Linked DNA regions of Rattus norvegicus: all the other regions are linked to region 4. A link is a contact called in public Hi-C data. All regions are on one chromosome and are shown on one strand. The core of a region is the stretch at or near the end of the contact, and the rest is flanking DNA. Distances in the headings are between cores, read along the strand shown.

The links. A called contact is a pair of places that touch in the nucleus more often than the background predicts.
Region 1: a contact with region 4 is called in a Hi-C map of the Rat2 cell line, with 4 times the contacts expected there. The contact joins two enhancer-like sites. A contact is called at or near these places in 2 of 12 Hi-C or Micro-C datasets (the Rat2 cell line and mammary epithelial cells).
Region 2: a contact with region 4 is called in a Hi-C map of the A7r5 cell line, with 9 times the contacts expected there. The contact joins two enhancer-like sites. A contact is called at or near these places in 3 of 12 Hi-C or Micro-C datasets (the A7r5 cell line, the Rat2 cell line and Schwann cells).
Region 3: a Hi-C map of mammary epithelial cells shows a contact between it and region 4, with 2.6 times the contacts expected there. The contact joins two enhancer-like sites. A contact is called at or near these places in 5 of 12 Hi-C or Micro-C datasets (the A7r5 cell line, the Rat2 cell line, Schwann cells and 2 more).
Region 5: a contact with region 4 is called in a Hi-C map of the A7r5 cell line, with 8 times the contacts expected there. The contact joins two enhancer-like sites. A contact is called at or near these places in 2 of 12 Hi-C or Micro-C datasets (the A7r5 cell line and mammary epithelial cells).

Annotation. Positions count from the first base shown.
Region 1 is chr5:76,159,371-76,162,958 of GRCr8, reverse strand. No RefSeq gene overlaps it. Among named protein-coding and RNA genes, the nearest start is that of Actl7b, 81 kb to the left of the region's middle. Within about 2 kb of position 1,353, at least 14 of the 93 cell types and tissues checked have an H3K27ac peak or open chromatin away from gene starts, as enhancers often do.
Region 2 is chr5:76,008,816-76,012,431 of GRCr8, reverse strand. No RefSeq gene overlaps it. Among named protein-coding and RNA genes, the nearest start is that of Actl7b, 230 kb to the left of the region's middle. Within about 2 kb of position 2,366, at least 3 of the 93 cell types and tissues checked have an H3K27ac peak or open chromatin away from gene starts, as enhancers often do.
Region 3 is chr5:75,746,799-75,750,380 of GRCr8, reverse strand. No RefSeq gene overlaps it. Among named protein-coding and RNA genes, the nearest start is that of Actl7b, 490 kb to the left of the region's middle. Within about 2 kb of position 2,045, at least 2 of the 93 cell types and tissues checked have an H3K27ac peak or open chromatin away from gene starts, as enhancers often do.
Region 4 is chr5:75,193,166-75,196,404 of GRCr8, reverse strand. No RefSeq gene overlaps it. Among named protein-coding and RNA genes, the nearest start is that of Klf4, 120 kb to the right of the region's middle. Within about 2 kb of position 1,799, at least 85 of the 93 cell types and tissues checked have an H3K27ac peak or open chromatin away from gene starts, as enhancers often do. A contact at or near this core is called in the A7r5 cell line, where this site is marked.
Region 5 is chr5:76,177,890-76,181,207 of GRCr8, reverse strand. No RefSeq gene overlaps it. Among named protein-coding and RNA genes, the nearest start is that of Actl7b, 63 kb to the left of the region's middle. Within about 2 kb of position 1,502, at least 13 of the 93 cell types and tissues checked have an H3K27ac peak or open chromatin away from gene starts, as enhancers often do. A contact at or near this core is called in the A7r5 cell line, where this site is marked.

The DNA.
Region 1 (3,588 bases), core at 104-2,603, 970 kb before region 4:
TGGTGTCTTCAGCAATGTGGTCTTTTCATCGAGAGGTCTGGTGGGCAAGCAGGAGCAACGGCAGTATCCTGTGTTATTTTGTTGTCTCTGGGACACCTGACCAACAACCTGAAGGGAGGTATTCAGCTCTTGTCACCAGGCTGAGCCTTTAATCTGAGACAGAATTTCCCTAAAGTGTCCAAGTTGGGCTTGAACTCACTAAAGCAGCTCAGGCAAGCCTTAACTTACAAATATATAAGTCAAATTCAAGGGAGGGTCCATAGTTATTATTGTTTTTACACTGCTCCAGCTTTTATCCTCAAATGTTTTTTGTTTGCCTTACAAGCATACACAAATACCCCTAGATGGTATTAAAAAGCTTCTAGGTTGTGGAGGAATAATGTATGTACAGTAAAGTATGTAAATGGTGCAGAATGAATGCTGACTCATGTATACACAGCTCCCTCAGAGTTCTGTGTTTTGAACTTTATTATTAGTATGTGAATGTGTGTTTATGATATATGTGTGTGAGTGCAGGTGCACACTTTTTGTCTCTGTGAGAGACACCTGAGAGAAAGACTCAAAAGGGAAGAAAGTTTTAGTCTGGCTTCCTGTTTCAGATGTTTTAATTCAAGCTTAGCTGGATCTGTTGCTTTGAAACACCGTGGAGGCAGAATATGGTGGGCAGAGTACATGTCAGGGAGTAGACGGGGAGTGGAGAGGAAGGGAGGAAGGGAGGAAGGGAGGAAGGGAGGAAGGGAGGAAGGGAGGAAGGGAGGAAGGGAGGAAGGGAGGAAGGGAGGAAGGGACTTGGGAAAAGATACAACCTTCAGAGGCATGTCCTAGTGACCCATTTCTTCTAGGTAGCCCTGTCTCTTAATGTTTGTGACATCTCCCTAAAGAGCAGCACTAGCTAGGAGCCAAGCCTCTAACACGTGAACACGTGGGGGACAGCTTAGATTCAAAATGCACTCAGCTATGCAGACGGGGTAGGATGCAGTTTGCAGGTCTCAGACCTGAGCCTTGGGCAGAGCTCAGAAGTGTGGTCCAGGGAAGATAAAAGGGAAATGTGGCTTCTTCATAAGACATGAGAAGGTCATAGACAGGACTTTGGGGAGTAGAGGAGGGGATGGAAGGGGTGGCTGATGAATCAAGACTTCGATACCCATTTACTTAGGGCCAGCAGGGCAGGGATGTGGACACCCCAGATCTTTGAACCCTGATGAAAGCATAGAGCAGAGGCTTCTGTAACCTTTGGTGTCAATCTCCTCATGGCAAGGGCAGAGGGGCCTTTCAGTGGGATTGGCTAATGACTATGCCGTCCCACCTCATTCCCCAGTTTCCAGGCCTGAGAGTGCAATCAAGACGCTGAGCTCTTCCAACCCCAGGCTCCGCCTGTTGACACATCTTGATGGCATCCCAGGCATGTGGAGCATGGACAGATGTTAACTTGCTCTGAAAGCGAAGCAGTGGAGAGAACACAGGCTCTCCCCTCAGAGGCAGAGACGCCAGGCTACATAGTTCTTATGCATTTTTCAGATGCCTCCAGCTCCACCTGAGCCAGTGCTTGTCTCCAAACTGTGTATCTGCTTGCACGGGACATGATGATATCTGTTTTCAATAGTTGCCATTCCAAGGACACAGATGACTATTGAATCAGGGGATGACTAGTGTGACAAGGTAGCCTGTGTGTGTGTGTGTGTGTGTGTGTGTGTGTGTGTGTGTGTGAGAGTGGTTGGAGTCTGTGGAGGGTCATCGTGGGGGTCAGTGGGGATATCAGTGGGTAAACAGTGTTGCTGTCCCCACACTCAGCTTTAACAGTTCATGGAGGCTCAGCTGATCTCTTCTCCAGGAAAAGTTGCCACCTCCTGGGATTAAGTTTCTTTAGCTTTCTTTATGTTATCCCTTCTCTGACAGGTTTCCAAAAAGCTCTGATCCTGTAGCTTACCTGACTTGGTCTCCTTGTTACCATGGGAACTGGACTCTCTTCTGAATTTCTCTAGTCTCCCTGTCACATTTCACTAAATACCTGGGACTCTGTGTACTGTCTCAGTTGTGTTCTTGCTCTCAACACCAGTGGGTTCTCACTTCCTGTTTCCCCCTCTCTTCCCACCCCATCAGTCACCCAGTCACTGGTAGACTAGGTCAGACTCAGCTTTTGTGTTGGAATCAAAGCATTCTCTACTCGGGCAAAGTAGCTTGGTGATTAAAGAAAATACTCCAGAGAAGCGGATGCTGACGCTATGAGGACTGAGTACCCTCTAATTTGGAGGCTTAATGTTTTGAGAAAGAATAAAGACTCGTAGCCTGTGACACATCCTACCCGGGATTTATTTTAGCCAATGATGTTTATTGGTCAGAATATTTTTCATGTTCTCTTTCGGGCTGCCTGAATTCTTGTCGCCAAAAGGCAGATAGGTCACAGTAGAAGGGGGTAAGTCAGCGGTAATGAAAGCTTTTCTACAGGGCTGGTAATGACCAATGAGGTAATGTCGCTGACACGGGTGGCAGTAGTAGTTGGTTAGTGAATGCCATGTCTTGTTACCTTTGAGAAGAAAGGGGTTCGGAACTGGAGTGAATTTCCCGTGTTCATATAAACACTGTATGGGGCTGTCCCAAGTATGTGCAGCAAGTCACTCACTTTGAACCTGGCCTTCCTGGGTTTTGACCTGGTCAGGGAAGCCCGTGGGCTGTGCCAACATGCATTTGTTTTGTTACTCGCCATGGATATCTTGTAAAAATCCATCCTAAGGCCAGAAGGGGTTAGGTATATATAAATAATAGAGTCCTCAGATGCTCTGACTTCTCTATCTTGTACGTTTCTCCTTAGTTTTCTCTTGTGAACTTAATTAAGCCCTTGTCCTGATAGTGTAAAAACAGCTCCAGTTCTCAGTGCTATAAAGCCATTCCGTCACTGTCACAGAGTGTGGCCTGTAGGGTCTATTCTGTGTACAGAGCTTTCTGTTTGCCCTGACCACTGTGTTCTATTGTTAGTGAGATATTTTTGAGTCACAAAAGCTAGATACTGGTAAAGAATTTTATTCACTACTGAGTGCAATCCTGTACAGTACTTTGGCTAAAGCTTCTTGACAGTAGAGTTGTCTTTAATGGCCTTAAGGGTCTTGAGTCCCCAGAGCTGATGGGGATGGCTTGAGGCAGTGGTTGTCCTAAGAGATTACTCAGAAAAGAAAGGGACTTCTGAGGACTGATGTCATTTTTTTTTTTTTTATTTTGGTGCTGAAATCATGGACTCAAGGTAAAACTCAGATTTCTTGGCGACTCACTGGTAAGTCTCTTTTTACAGAGAGAAACTGTCAGAAGAGCCAGTAAGTCATGGCAGAGAGCAGAGGGAGTGAAGGTGGGGGTTTAGGGAGAGGCATCTCCTGCTAATGCAGATGTTCAGGGATGTTGGGGGAAAAGGCACTGGGATGTATCAGTTCACTCTGTACCCTGGAAGAGGAAGACTCTTGGCTAGGTTGACTACAGGTGTGTAACCCCCATGGGGAAATTTCCTGAGGTTGCCCCATGGCTGACAATGCCAGCATCTGTTCACTAGGAGGTCACTTCTAGAACTCTGATGGGGGAGGACAGTTACAGCATTCTCAGCAT
Region 2 (3,616 bases), core at 1,117-3,616, 820 kb before region 4:
AAGATGGGGCAGGGAGTTGGGGGAAGTCTAGTTAAGAATATGGCATGAGTAATAACTCTGATGTTAAAGGGACCTGGAAACTGCTAGAACATTCCCTGAGTGACAGTGCATCAGAGGTAATGAGGAGTGAGGGTTAAACTGTTCTTACCTTAGGATGGAATGGAAACCATGGTTGCCTTTCCACCCTTAAGGAGAACCAGAGAACATTAACTTTAAATCTGCAGTGCTCGGCGTGTACATCTTGACCATGTCTTTATCGGCTTGGTAAAATCATTGGGTTCTGACTTCCACCTACTATCTGATGCCAAAACTTCTGGCTACTTTGTTGAGTGGAATTTCCTTCCAGTTCACGAGTTTAGGAAAATTTGCATCTCACTGCAAATGTCAGCCTCCCCCCTCCCCACTAGAGCTCTTATCTAGCCCACTTAGATAAGAATAGGTGGCTGACCACTAAAGCCCAGGAAATTGATTTCTTGATCAAGATTCTCAAAGTCCTCTCTGGATCCTTTGAGGTAGAATCCCTTGGAAGGGCAGAGAAAAGCAGGAGCTCCTGGTACCTATCCTGTGATAGGGATCTGGGATCTTTGCTCTGGGGCTCAGTTTAGAAGGCACTTTTAAGGTGAATCTCCACGTGCTATAGTTGAATGAGACCCACTGGTGTACTGAAAGAAGTTCAGTGGGCTTCCAAGACTCCATTTGCATCTCCTTCACCAGATTCTTAGCTGTTCAAAACCGGCCCAATCAAGGGAATTTAGAAAATATACTTGTCACTAGCTTGCCTCATTAACTTAGGTTTTAAAATAAACTGCAGAATGAACGGGTAGGTATCTGTGTGGGTTTCAAGTTGCACGACTCCTTAAGGGTCCTGTAGCAAACAGTCCAGCCCCATGTGGAGCCTGCACAAAGCACTTCCTCACTAGATGATCCCCTGAGGCTTCTTCCTTTGTAGCTTCTTGGCTTGCTTTCTCCCTGGGCTTCTGGGATAGAGGCCACACTTTGGATCTTGGTGGTTAGAACATACAGAATTCAAATCTTCCCATAGACTTCTCCAAATGATACAGGCTAAATCCAGCTGAGGAGACTCAAATAATCTCTCAGGTTTCTTCTGCTCTTCAGTCAGTCTGGTGTTCTCTTCTCAGTGGGATATGAATTTTATTGCATCAAAGAGCTACCCATTTCTAAGGGCATTTTGCTATCTTCAGACATGCATTTACTTGATACACACACATGCACACACACACACACACACACACACACACACACACACACACACACACACCAGGCAAATACATGTATATATTTATTTCTACAACTTTGTTTATAGCAAATTGACACACTAGTGGTTTCACTGATATAAAGATTTCCTGGTGATGTCAAAGGCCAAAGAATTCCCTTTATCTTCTGATGAATAACTGCTACCTTGTGATATGAAATGACATATCCCAAGTCAGGTGTCTGACCCATAGCTGAGCCAGGGGGTCACATGTGGATTCTGTAGCCTGCAAAGCTATAGTTCTAATCCCACGTGTCTGGGTTCATTCCTAATTTGGGCTCTGTGCAAATAAAATCATGGAATTGTAAACAGGCCAGGAGAAGAAATCACGGGACACTTTGCAAGCAGTAAAAAGGTTTGAAAGTCTTGCACCCAATCCAGTGTCTGTAGGCCAGACAGTAGTCTTGGATAGTTCTTTAAGAGTCACACTAGATGGCAGTGTTTTAACGTCAACAGGCAAAGGGATTTTGCTGCTATTTTGAAGAATAGCCTAGGACAGCAATTGCAAAAGGCTTGACAAGGGCATCTCCTTGGAGCTCGGGTTCTAAGAACAATGAATTCAGGGCTCTGTTGTGACTTGAGGCTCCAGCATGAAGCAGACCAGGTTCTGGTTATGTAATAAATGAGACCATAGTTCTCAGTCACTGACTATGAGAACCACCTGCCATTCAGACTCACAGGATTCAGAGTAGGGATCAAACATCCCTGCTTTATCAAGAATTCTTACGTGTTCCAGTGTCTTGAGATCCCTTATAGTCTTTGTCCAGTGAGGTTGTCTGCCCTGGGTTGCAAGATTCTGGTGTGAAGGAGTGCACCATGATTCCTGTTGATGACATGTGGTAGTTGTTGAGGATGCAGACATGAACAAACCATGATTAGGAAGTTCCAGATCCAAGGTGAGGCAGTATTTGGAATCCTAGATAAGGCTCAGGTATGTCAGAGTGTCGCTACAGCCCAGTCCCTGCTCTGCCCTGCATAGCCTCGAGCCAATCACTTGATTACTCCATGACTCATTCATTAATGGGCTTTGATGAGATTTCTCACTTGAAAAGTGAGGACCATGGAAACAGTCCCCTCCAAGGATCTGTCCAGCTACACTTCTGGGGACAGCACCCTTTCTCAGTCAGGTTCTGTTTTCCAATCTGCTAGATGAGATGGTCTCACTTGGCTTGGAATCTGTCATTTCGGGTTGGACAGGAGGCACTGCTCCTGCTGGGAGGTTGGATGTTTTTCACTAGTCAGTGGTATCATTAAAAGCCAACAAACTAGCTTTTTGATAATGAATCCTATAAAACTAGTTCCAAGGCTGTGGACTTCGTTCCAGATGCTCAGGGACAGCTGGAGGGTATCTGTGAGCTTCAGAGAAAGCCCCATGTTTTGTTCTCTTCCTCCCTTCTTTAAATCACTAGCTTCAATCCACCACTAGAATTTCTCTTATGAGAAGAGCACCTCTAGAAGGTTGTTCTGTCCTCTGTTTCCGGAGGGCCACAGGGCATATTCGGGAGTGGGAGGGATCTTCACTGACAGCCTGCCATCCCTGATATGCAATATGTGCTGAGGGAAGATTTAAGGAACACACACCAGCTCTTACTCATCTTGCTCATTTTAATACCTGGCTTAGGGCCTGGTTCAGAGTAGGTGTGAGCAGATGTTTGTTGAATTAAGTTTCTGTAGTTTAAAGAATTAAGTGTGTCAAGCTGACATTGAATATTCAGATTTCAGCATCAGAAATAGCTTTGATGCTATTTGTGTCTTACAGACAGAAAATTTTGAAATAGATCATGTTTCTCTCTTTGCATTGCCTGCTAGGAAACTCAAAGGTAAATTAGTGGACCATCCATCTCTAGTAAATAACTAAAATATAGATCTGATCTTATCTCCCCACCTTGTGTGTATGTGTGTGTGTGTGTGTGTGTGTGTGTGTGTGAGAGAGAGAGAGAGAGAGAGAGAGAGAGATTGTGTGTGTGTGTGTGTGTGTGTGTGTGTGTGTGTGTGTGCGTGTGTGCATATGCGCCTGCCTGGCGGGTGTCACCTTGTTTGTCTCAAGGTACTGAATTATTAAACCTGCCTCAAATTCTTTAAGAACAAGGAGCAACTAGCTCATTAAATCTGAGTCAGTATCTGGGACAATTCCTGGTATAGAACAGAAGGTCAAAATAGTATTTAATAGTGAACAAATTAATGACATTTTATCTGAATCTTAAGTTTGAACTTCAACTTTTTAAAAAAAAAATCGATCAGCCCCATACTCATATTCTTTTAAAACAAACAGGGAAAGTGAAAAATCATGCTGAGAAATAGATGCAGCTGGACAGAGCGACCAGTGTGAGATCATGCACACAT
Region 3 (3,582 bases), core at 796-3,295, 550 kb before region 4:
ATTCCTCCAAAATTACTTCTTTCTCCTTCTATATTTACACTTCTTTACATCCATGCCCTGTGACATAATACTATATTTTCTCTGACCGCTCCATCTCTGGTCTCTGTTCCAGGCTCATCCAGGGCAGGATGCAGCATAGATTTTGTTGTTATTTTTCATGATGAAGTAGGGGCTGAACAAATTGAATACATGTTGTGCTTCATGGTTTGTGCTTGCATGGCTTTCTCTAGGTATTCAGCATGTACCTCATAAACAGCTGCTGGTAGACCCCTTGCAAAAGTTTGCTTAAATCTTGGCAAATGGTACTGGTATCGACATTAGAATACATAAGTAATTTTGTGGACAAATATCAACTGGTCTTATGGAAAACTTTACCTTTTCCCCACATCATAAATGACATTTACTCATTTGAATAAAACACACTTAATCATATCCAAATGGAAAGAAAAGAAGGCCTTGGATTTTGTGAGGAGAAATTATTGTTTTTACTCTTTGTGGAAATATTTTTCAGAATATTTAAGGTAATTGAGATGTTTTATGAACAATGAATATTTTTCAAAAGATGTTATTTCTTCTCTACCTCCTCAAATTCCTTCTATAAAGTCGGGTAGTCTTGGGAAAAACAGAAGGCTGGTACCTTTTACAAAAAATAAGTATGGAATAGAGAGCAGCCTTTGGATGGCAGCTTGGACCGTCTTTTCCCAAACCCAAGATGGTAGCTGAAGAAGGTCTCTGTAAGCCTCTCAATTTCCCATTGACACTCAGTCACTCTGAGTCACTGGCTCACTGGCTGTGAGGGCCCAGCATGCGAATTATTAATAGATTAATACTTAATAGACCCATAAGGGGAACTTTTCTTTCTTGATTGGCACTGTGCAAGGACTATCATTTCTGTACCTAAAATCAACATCATATGGAACCGGTTCCTGTTCTTGCTATATCATCAGGGACTTTCCAAGGTACAGAAGCCAGCTAAGTTCTAGAGCAGCTTGAAAGTTGTCCTGATAGAGTGGACAACTCCCAGAGTCCCTGGCATTCTCTAGGAACCATTAATTACTGTGACGATGATTTATATGTATGCAGCAACTATCCTCTTATCAGAGAAGTAATTCTTCAAAGTTGAAACCTCTGTTCCTCCTACTCAGGCAACAACTGACTGAGAAGCGTTTGAATGAGAGAAGTGAGGACAATGTTGAATGGGCCATGTTTAGATTCCTTCCTTGTGTTCTTTTCTATATCAACACAGATAGTAAAGAAAGTTACACAGAAAGTGTTTAAGTTCTCAGTGGAAAACAAAGTTGATTCATCTCTTCTTCTTTCTACAAAATAAAAATAAAGGATCCTAAAAGACCAAGGAAGCAGCATTCCTTTACCTGGTAAGAGTCCTCTAACACACATACAGACATAAACACAGACACAGACACAGACACAGACACAGACACACACACACACACACACACACACAGAGAGAGAGAGAGTCTTTCTTGACACAGGATTTCCCTATGTAGACCTCTCCGGCCTTGAACTCAGAAACCCACTTATTTCTGCCTCCCAAGTGCTGAGATTAAAGGCGTGTGCCATCACTGCTATTAAATTTTTACCCTAACTGTAGTATAGAGAACGTAACAATGAAATCTGGTCTTCAACTTTTCCTGATTGACTGTATCACCTCATTTTCTCTACTCTTGACTTCCTCCTTTCCACAAAGTCTAAATTCTCTGCAAAGTTGAAAACTGAAGGGTGATGGATGAATCACTTTAATGGCCTCTAAATCATGCACACACCCAGGCACATGTCTGCCAAGAGGACTCTTCCTATCACCACTGGTAGAAAGACTCTCTCAGTCCTTCTTTACATGTATTTACACCCATGAAACGATAACCCCACTCCTGGGAGTTGATTATTTTTTTTAAAAAAAAGATTAATCTCCATAGGAAGGAGGAAAAACTACACTAAAAGATATTGCTCACTGTTTACTTCAAACCCCAGCACAGACCCTTGAGCAGTAGATGAGAGGATGGGCACTGTCTGTGGTGGTTTCAATGTCATGAGAACCACAATGAGGAGAGACAAAGCACTTGCCCGGTGGATTGCAAAGACATCTGAGAAGAAGAGGTATGTGAAGGGAGTAGCTGTCCATGGTGTACCCTCTGTGGGTCAGGCTCTGAGCTTTTACATTAACCATCTCATTTATTCTTCAGAACAGTCACAAGGATAGATATGATCACTATAATTTATGGATTAGGAACACAGGGCTCAGAGACGTGGAGTTATTTTCCAAGCTCATGACTACAGTTGATGAGCTAATACTCAGAATTCAAACCGAACTGGGTGGATTTTTGTTGTCATAGTGGCTCTGGCTTACAGAGTCACCGTGTCTCCAAGAACATTAAGCCACTGAATGTTCTGCAATTGTTCTTGGGGAAGTAGGAGGCTGAGCTCCTGCAAACTGCTGCGAATTCCAGCAGGCATGTACAGAGATGGTCCTTGACTTATGACTTAGTACCTGTACTTCATGGTGGTGCAGAAACAATGTGCCTCCAGTAGAAGCCTTAATTTTTGAAGTTTGGTCTTCTCCCAGGGATACAGTGTGATACCCTTGCCGTGCTGGCTAGAGCAGGGAGTGACAGCTCTCAGTCAGCTTTGCTCTCATGAATAGAACCATCCCATGCATTACGGAGCTGTGATGCTCTGCAGGAAGGGTGAACCAAACACATTCTTGAACCTATTATGGGTTTATTGGGATGTAACCTCACTGTAAGTCATGGGACACCTGTACATGTGTGTGTGTGCTTTGATTTAAGTATCTTTCACTATGTTTGGCTGACTCATTAGCATTGAACTTATGGCCAGTAAAGCTCTACTATTTTTGAATAAAGCTTTTTCTGGTAAATGAATTATCCCACTGAGCCACATCATAGCCTTTCACACAGAGAAATACTATGCAGTTCTGCTGGGCAGAGAGTAGTGGAGCAGGCCTAATCCCAGCTTATCAGGGGGCTGTTTTTGATTCTCCTGATCAAAAAACAAAAGTATACAAGCTCACTGGCAGATCACTCATGTATCATATGTGATGCCTGGGGCTCACTAGTCTGTACTATGATGGAGAGAAAGGGAGGGGGGATGAGAATGAATATGTTTAGGGGCGGTGAATTCACAACAGAAGGCACAAATGTGCAAAATCCATAGCACTGAACATACCCCAAATAGTGTACATTTTTTGATGTTGAAAACAGAATTAAAACAGCATTACTTCAACTGGGGACCAGCACTTTGGCGATGTAAGTTTTTCACTGTTCCACATGTCTGTGAGCAATTGTGAAATCATTGATTTGGGGAATTAAAAAAATTGTAGTGAGAAAGTTCTACAAAGTTTCATGGATTCTGTAATCCATGAAAAACAAGGATAGATAGTTTACCCACTCACAGAACAAGCGGGTGTGTCTATGAAAATGCAGACGCAGCCCTAGACATAGGATAGACAATTAGGAAGACTGGCATTCTGAGAAAGGGCAGTGTATAAGGAGTATATTATCATCAATGGTAATGGCAGATGGGATATTAGAGAGTGGGTTCAGGAGA
Region 4 (3,239 bases), core at 550-3,049:
ACCCATTGAAACTGAGGCTCACTCCTTCGAGGGGAAAGTAACTTCCCTGAGAAGGTATAGAGCTAAGCAAGAAGGCTGAGAGGTAGGACAATACCTTTGGGTGTTAGGGCTGACACCATCAGAGGACAGTCTACCTGATGAAGACTTAATGTTTTCTCCTGCCAGAGCACAACACAGACCCTGAGATATTTCTGTCGTCCCTCCACCAGCCTCAGGGCATGTGCATCTGGGGAGAGGAGGAATTGGGCAGGGGGGACAAGAACAGACCATGGAGACCCTAAGATTCTGAAGCGAAGCAAAGGAGACACCAATACCTAACCTAGGACAACTGGGGTGAACTGAAATGCAAGGCCTCCTTGTGTGAGTTTTCAGAGCACCAAAGACAGAGGTGTGGAGAACAGCGGGAAAAGAGGCTTTTCTCTGCCACCCGGTGGGTGGTATGACTGGATGATATACTTGGCTCAAGTGACCATCAGCCATGGGAGGAGACTGTCAAAAGGTTCAACAGTGTGGCAGGGAAGCACAATGAGCAAGCAGCCAAGAGCTGAGCCTGTGTCTCTGGAAAGAGCCCGGTTCTTCTGAGGTTGTACAAACTTGGCCTGCCTGTGACCCTTTCCTGGGTCTCGGGAAGAAAGGCGAACAAGCTTGCCTTAGAGGTTTAAGTAGGTGACAGTGCTGTCTGAGGCTGATGAACTATCCCAAAGCTAGAAGCTCACCTGCCACACAGACAGGAACGGACCCTTTGCGATCCCTTCTGAGAAAACCGAGACATAAACCATTCTTTATGGTTGCCTCTCCTTGCAGGGGCTCCAGCCCTTTCCAAACATCCACACCTCCTTTAATCCAGGCAAACACTGAATGAGAAAAGCCTGAAAAAGTGGCGCTTTTGTGATGCGGGTAGGCGGCCTCTACCTTAAAGTCACCGGAGGCTCCTATGGGGTGGGGAACTACCTGTCACTGGCTGTTGGCTAAGCTGCCCTCAAGACTGGAGAGCATGAAGCAGCTTAGAAAACCCCTGTGGTGTGTGCTAAGTATTGCAACTCGCAGATCTAAGAGAATGTTAAGGAACCAAGAAGCCGAAGAACTCAGACAACAGAGCTAAACTTTTATTTATCCCCCATCAGCTTGATTTGGGTAGGATCTGTTGATCCAAAAGTAGTAACAAGATACAAGAAAAAAAAAAAGCGAGATGCTTTAGGCATGAAAATTGACGTTTTTCCCCTTCTTTTTTAGTTCCAAATCAAAAGGGAATTCACGGAGGAGAGACTAGAGAAGAGGAGAGAGAAAGAGAGGAGAAGAGAGAGGGGAAGAGAGGAGCCCGGAGTCCGCAGTCCGCGGGCTTCCTACCCGCAGAGCCAGGACCGAGAGCGCTTTTCCGCAGCCGCCGCGGGCTCGGAGCTTTTAAGGGTTTCTAATCCTGGAAGGCTGTCTGACATCACCCCGTTTCTTGTCGGCTGATGTTTCGTACAAGCCTCTCATTTCCTCAGCGATCTCGGAGCCGCCAATTACTGCCCCGATCTGGTGTTTATGTTTGCCCGGTCCTGCGCCTGGCCCCGCGCCCGCCCGCGAGCCTGCGTTTCCCTGGCCGCGCGGCCCGAGGGGGTGGGTGGGGGGCCCTGGCCCGCGCACCCCAGCGCAAGGGAGGGGTCCCCCTTCATTTTTTTTCATTGACTTCAGCACCATGTGATCAGGAAGTCTGGCCTCCCTCCATTTCCCCTCCCGACTGAAGGGAAACATTGTGTAGCAGCCCGCCGCGGCCACTGGTGGGATGGCCTTCGCTGGCCTGACGTAGGGGGATAAAAATAACCGGCATATTTAAGGCCGGAGCAGGAATCCCGGCGCTCACACGCGGCCTGGTCAGTTCCCGAAGCCGCCAGCAGCGCTCTGCGCAGCGAGCTGCTGCTGCGCCAGCCAGCTCGGGAGTGCCTACACCGCACATCTTGACCTTGACCTGGGGACCCAGGCCTTGGAGAGATACCTCGCAGAGCCCCTCCCCCTCCATCCTCAGCGGCCTTGAGTTCTGTGTGCTGCCTCCCTGGAGATGGGGAAGAAGAATGCACAACAGGACTGACTGCCTTAGAGAAAGTGGCCAAGAAGCCTGATGCTCCCAGGGGGTTGAGACAGCCTTTACCTCGGGGACAGTGACAACAAGTTGCCACTCCAAAAGGTGCATGCCTCCAGCCAGGCTTAAATCAAGTCCCGTCTACAACTCCCTTTTACATTGGAGCTGCGTGCTTCAAAGATTTGCAAACATGTGGGAAAGCGAGAAACAAAGAAGGCCAAAGAGCGAGAAATTTATCAAGGCCAACTTCATCAAAGAAAATAGAAAAGATCCACCATTATCGCCATTCCCCTAAAATACCAGTAGTCCGAGATAATATGATTTCCCAGAAACTTGTCCCTCAATCCAGATAATACCCACCCCACCCCACCCCCACCCCTCCAGCCAGAACACCCCAGGCTGTCACCCTACAGCCCTTCACTGCGCCCTCCAGCTATGCAGGGATCCAGAAAACAGAAAAGAAAGAAATATTCCTTGTGCCTAGCTCTGTAAGTATATCCTATCCCACAAGCAACCCCGCCCCCTCCTCGTGAACCTGTCTGCAGCTGGCATTCTCCTGTTCACAGCCTCAGGTAAACCTAGTGCCCTGTCCAAGAAGTGCCGATGCCTTATTTTACACAAAGTGAAAATGAGGCTGGAGGGAGGGAGGGAGTCAATGGGCTGATAGGACTTTGTGCACCATCTCCACTCAATTGCATCATCGCCGCCATGGCGATGTCTCACAAGTGGGAGCCCACTCCCTTCTGTGGCCCCTCCTCCCCAACTCCAATCCAATCCAGCGATGGCGATTTCTCCACTGACCTGTGCTCTGAGCCATAAACAAGCTTTTACTTCCAATTAAAAAACGAAAAGTCTCCCTGTCTTCCGTTGTCTAAAGTAACAAGATATTTCAAAATTTCTGGCAGAGTTACTCACCTAAAAAGCCAAATGTTATGAGGAAAAGGGAGCCGACACCCTCCCTCCCTCCCCCACCTTTTGGTATTTTAGAGATGACAAATAACTGTTTGTCTGGTGGAAGAGGCAAAGAAGTCTTCCTTAGGAAACACTGCAAATGTAACCACCTCTGAGGAGGGAGACTCCAAGGATAAATGTGGTTTGGCTGATTCTGCAGCTCCCAGCACACTGACTGACAAGTGCTGTTCTTGACCCATAGTAATTAGATTGAATGGATAGAAGG
Region 5 (3,318 bases), core at 253-2,752, 990 kb before region 4:
GCTGAGACAGGAGGATTGATAATCTGGGGCCAGCCTAGCTACATAGTGAGTCCCAGGCCAGCTTGGACTATAAACAAGGAGAACTTGACCATTCAAACAGACGAGCTGGACTGGGCTGGAAGTGTAGCTCAGTTGGAAGAGTGCTTGCCCAGGATATGCAAAACCATGAGCTTTCTCCTTAACCTCTCTCCTTAGCCAGGTAAAGTAGTGAATGTTATTAATCTTAATGCCCTGGGAGGTGGACGAAGGATGATCAGAAATTCAAGGTCGTTTCAGCTGCATCACAAGTTCCAGGTCAGCTTAGGACAAATAAGATCCTGCCTCAAAAATCAAACCCAACCCAACCCAAAACCCCAAACAAAGCAAAATGCCCTCAGATAACAAACCGGAATCCCCAAGCCCCACAAATATGTGGTAGGATATTTAAATAATATGAAAAAAATATTTTGAGTGTGGGTGAAAGGAGGTGTTTGTGGAGTGCATGCATAATGTGATACCGTTTCTGCAAAATGTTTTTATATGCATCTGGATCCTAGAAGAAAACCCCTGTCATTGTGTCATAGGCATGCAAAGCAGGCTCTCAGGGATGGATTCAGCTACCCATGTCCACTGTTGTGAGCTAGCCTGTCACCAGTAGCAAGCAGAAATGGCATGCAGATTCTTTGCATGGATAGATGCCAAGGTCTTCCGGCCACGAGGGGTGCTTAACCTGTCTCTGCAATCAACCAGCCCAAATGACAGCCCGACTTTGCGCCAAATTCCCACAGGATTCTAGATCGTCCTTGCTCGATATGAGTGAGGTCAAACCACGCAAAAGAAGCCTTTTAGACTCTTTTTTTTTGGGGGGGGTGTTTCTTTTTACAGCTCTGTGAATGAGGACCTTATTTCTTATCTGGCTGCAGTGCAGAGGGGAAGCCATTCTCTCAGCTGTCTTCGTTTTGTGATGGATGCAGTGGTCCACACACGAGCTCCTTTTTAGTGTCTGGAGTCTCAGAGGGTTAGGAAGGATGCTGAGGGGGAGGGGATGCAAGAGCGTGGTGGACGCTGGATGGCAGGCCGCTTTGAAGGGCGAAGAGGGGCTGGAAGGCCAGAGGTGCTGGAAAATGACAGTACTCAGGTCCCACCACGTTAACTGTTCCTATGCTCCCCCGCCCCGCCCCCTGCCTCCCGTGTGAGTAGCACTCGCGGTTTTGTGTTCTGATTATTTAATAGGAGTCAGCCTGCCCAGTTAAACTACATGAAGGATACATTAAGGTTTCATCTCCTCATACGCAGCACTTTGTACTCAGCGTGGCGTTGGGGAGGGAGCCTTGACTTGGGGATTCCCCAGATCTTCCTGGAATCTTCTGTGTAACTCTGGGGAAGGCTTTTACGCTTTTTTAAACTTTCTTTCATCATCTATAAAATGTGTCTAATGACAGTCAGCCAATGTGATCTTTAATAAGACCAAGGACGTGACAGCACTAGCCCAGAGCCTGGCCCATGGGAGTTTCTCACCAACTGGGGACTGAAGACTTGACCTAGTGACTCCTTGGGTGGGGCTGACGCCTCTGGGTGAGTGGAGAGGATGCCTCCTGGCAGTAATCAAGATCCGCCACGAGGAGGAGCTCGAGCTCCATGATTGATTGTTTTCACGGCCATTTCCCAAGCTTGGCTGAGGGATTCAACCCCTGCAACATTTAATTTATTACTTAAGAATCAGTGCCCGGCCTGCCCTGCCCTGCCCTGGCATTCTTTTTTTTCTTTCTGCCTAGTTCCTTTTGGGGCACCTAAGTCTTGTTAGTTGGTTACCTAAAGCTTGGCTTATATCCGTGCACATGGCATACACTTGACTGACAGCCAACGTGCATCTCATCTGTTACAAGCTACAGGAAAAGTGAAGCAGACCCAGGTTCATTAGCGATCAAGGAAGACATTTGTGTTCCCAAGTGTGCTGGGATACTTCTTTCCTGTCTCCTGGGATACATTCTTGGGTCTTATCCCTCTCCCTCCTCCCCTCACGGCCCTCCTCCCGCGCCGCCCCTCTGTTGTTTCTGATATGTTCCTTGCGCTCTAGTGATATATATCCAGTTCACGGGGCTGACTTTGAGAACTGTAAGGGAAGAGTGAGCCCAGTTTGCCCTGAGATGAAGAGACTGTTGGTCTGTGTGGGTACTAGGATCCTGGATTTCATTTTTTTCATCAGGGAAAATGATTAGATAACCGGGCTGGGCACTTTCTAACGCCGTTCTAGCGCTCTAACATCTTTCCACTAACCAACAGAAAGCCACGCCCACAAGCCCAGTTCTCGGGCTCATATGAGTTGCACAAACCCCAGTTGTGAAGACGTGTTGCTGTGATTTATGGGTGTGTGGCAATGTAGCCCTGGAAGCCACATAGAGGCTTCCTCAAGAGAGTCTAAGGCTTGGAACAAAGTGTTCTGCTGAGCAAGGCAGGGGCACATCAAACACTCTGGCCATCCTTGGTTTTCTGGTCTGTGGGTCTCCTGGGCAGTCTGGTGTTCTGGGCATTTACTTCATTTGCTAGGAGAGGTGAGAGCATACTACAAAAAGTCAATGGTTAGGACCGTAACTGTGGAAGCACACAGGCTTCTGACATTTGACAGGCACTTGGTATTGACTGCAAGGAGAGAGCTCAGGGACAAGAGAGTGACGGGACACAAATGTCAAGTCAGGAACAATGCATTTTAGAATGGAGGCATGTGAGGGAAGGATCAGAATGTACTGGGTATCTGTCTTTGGGAAGGACTGTGAGTGGGCAAGTGCCTGAAGACACAGTTAAGACACAACACAGATGAATTATTCTAGTGGACATCTTCCTGGGGCCATCTCTGCTGGCAGTAAACATCGGCAACTTCTGTAGCACGGTGGCCCAGAGTGAGTTGCTGGGCCTGGCCCTGGCTTTTGTTTCCATTTATAAGTCCCTCCCTCATGATGGAACATAGGAACCTGTCCTAAGAGATCCCATCCCCAGTGTGAGCTATGCAGGCTGGGGCTGCCAACCTTGGAGGCAGGGCATGGATGGAGTTCTAGTGAGGTGTACCCAGATGCAGTTTTGAAAAAGCCAGCAGGGTTTTAGGGTTGTTTTAGGGCTTAGGGTTGTAGTTGGTATACAGTAGGAGCTCAATAATTGCTTCCTAACACACTATGGCGTACTTAAGTGTAACTGGAATCCTGGAGCTTATGTGCCTGGAACCAAAAACAACTGGGAGTGGAGACTGGATGAACTAGACTGGTGGTCTGGGAGGACAGGAAATTAACACCCCCAAAACTTTGTTGGTTCTTCCCTCCAGTCAGCAGGCTTTGTGGTGTGTGTGTG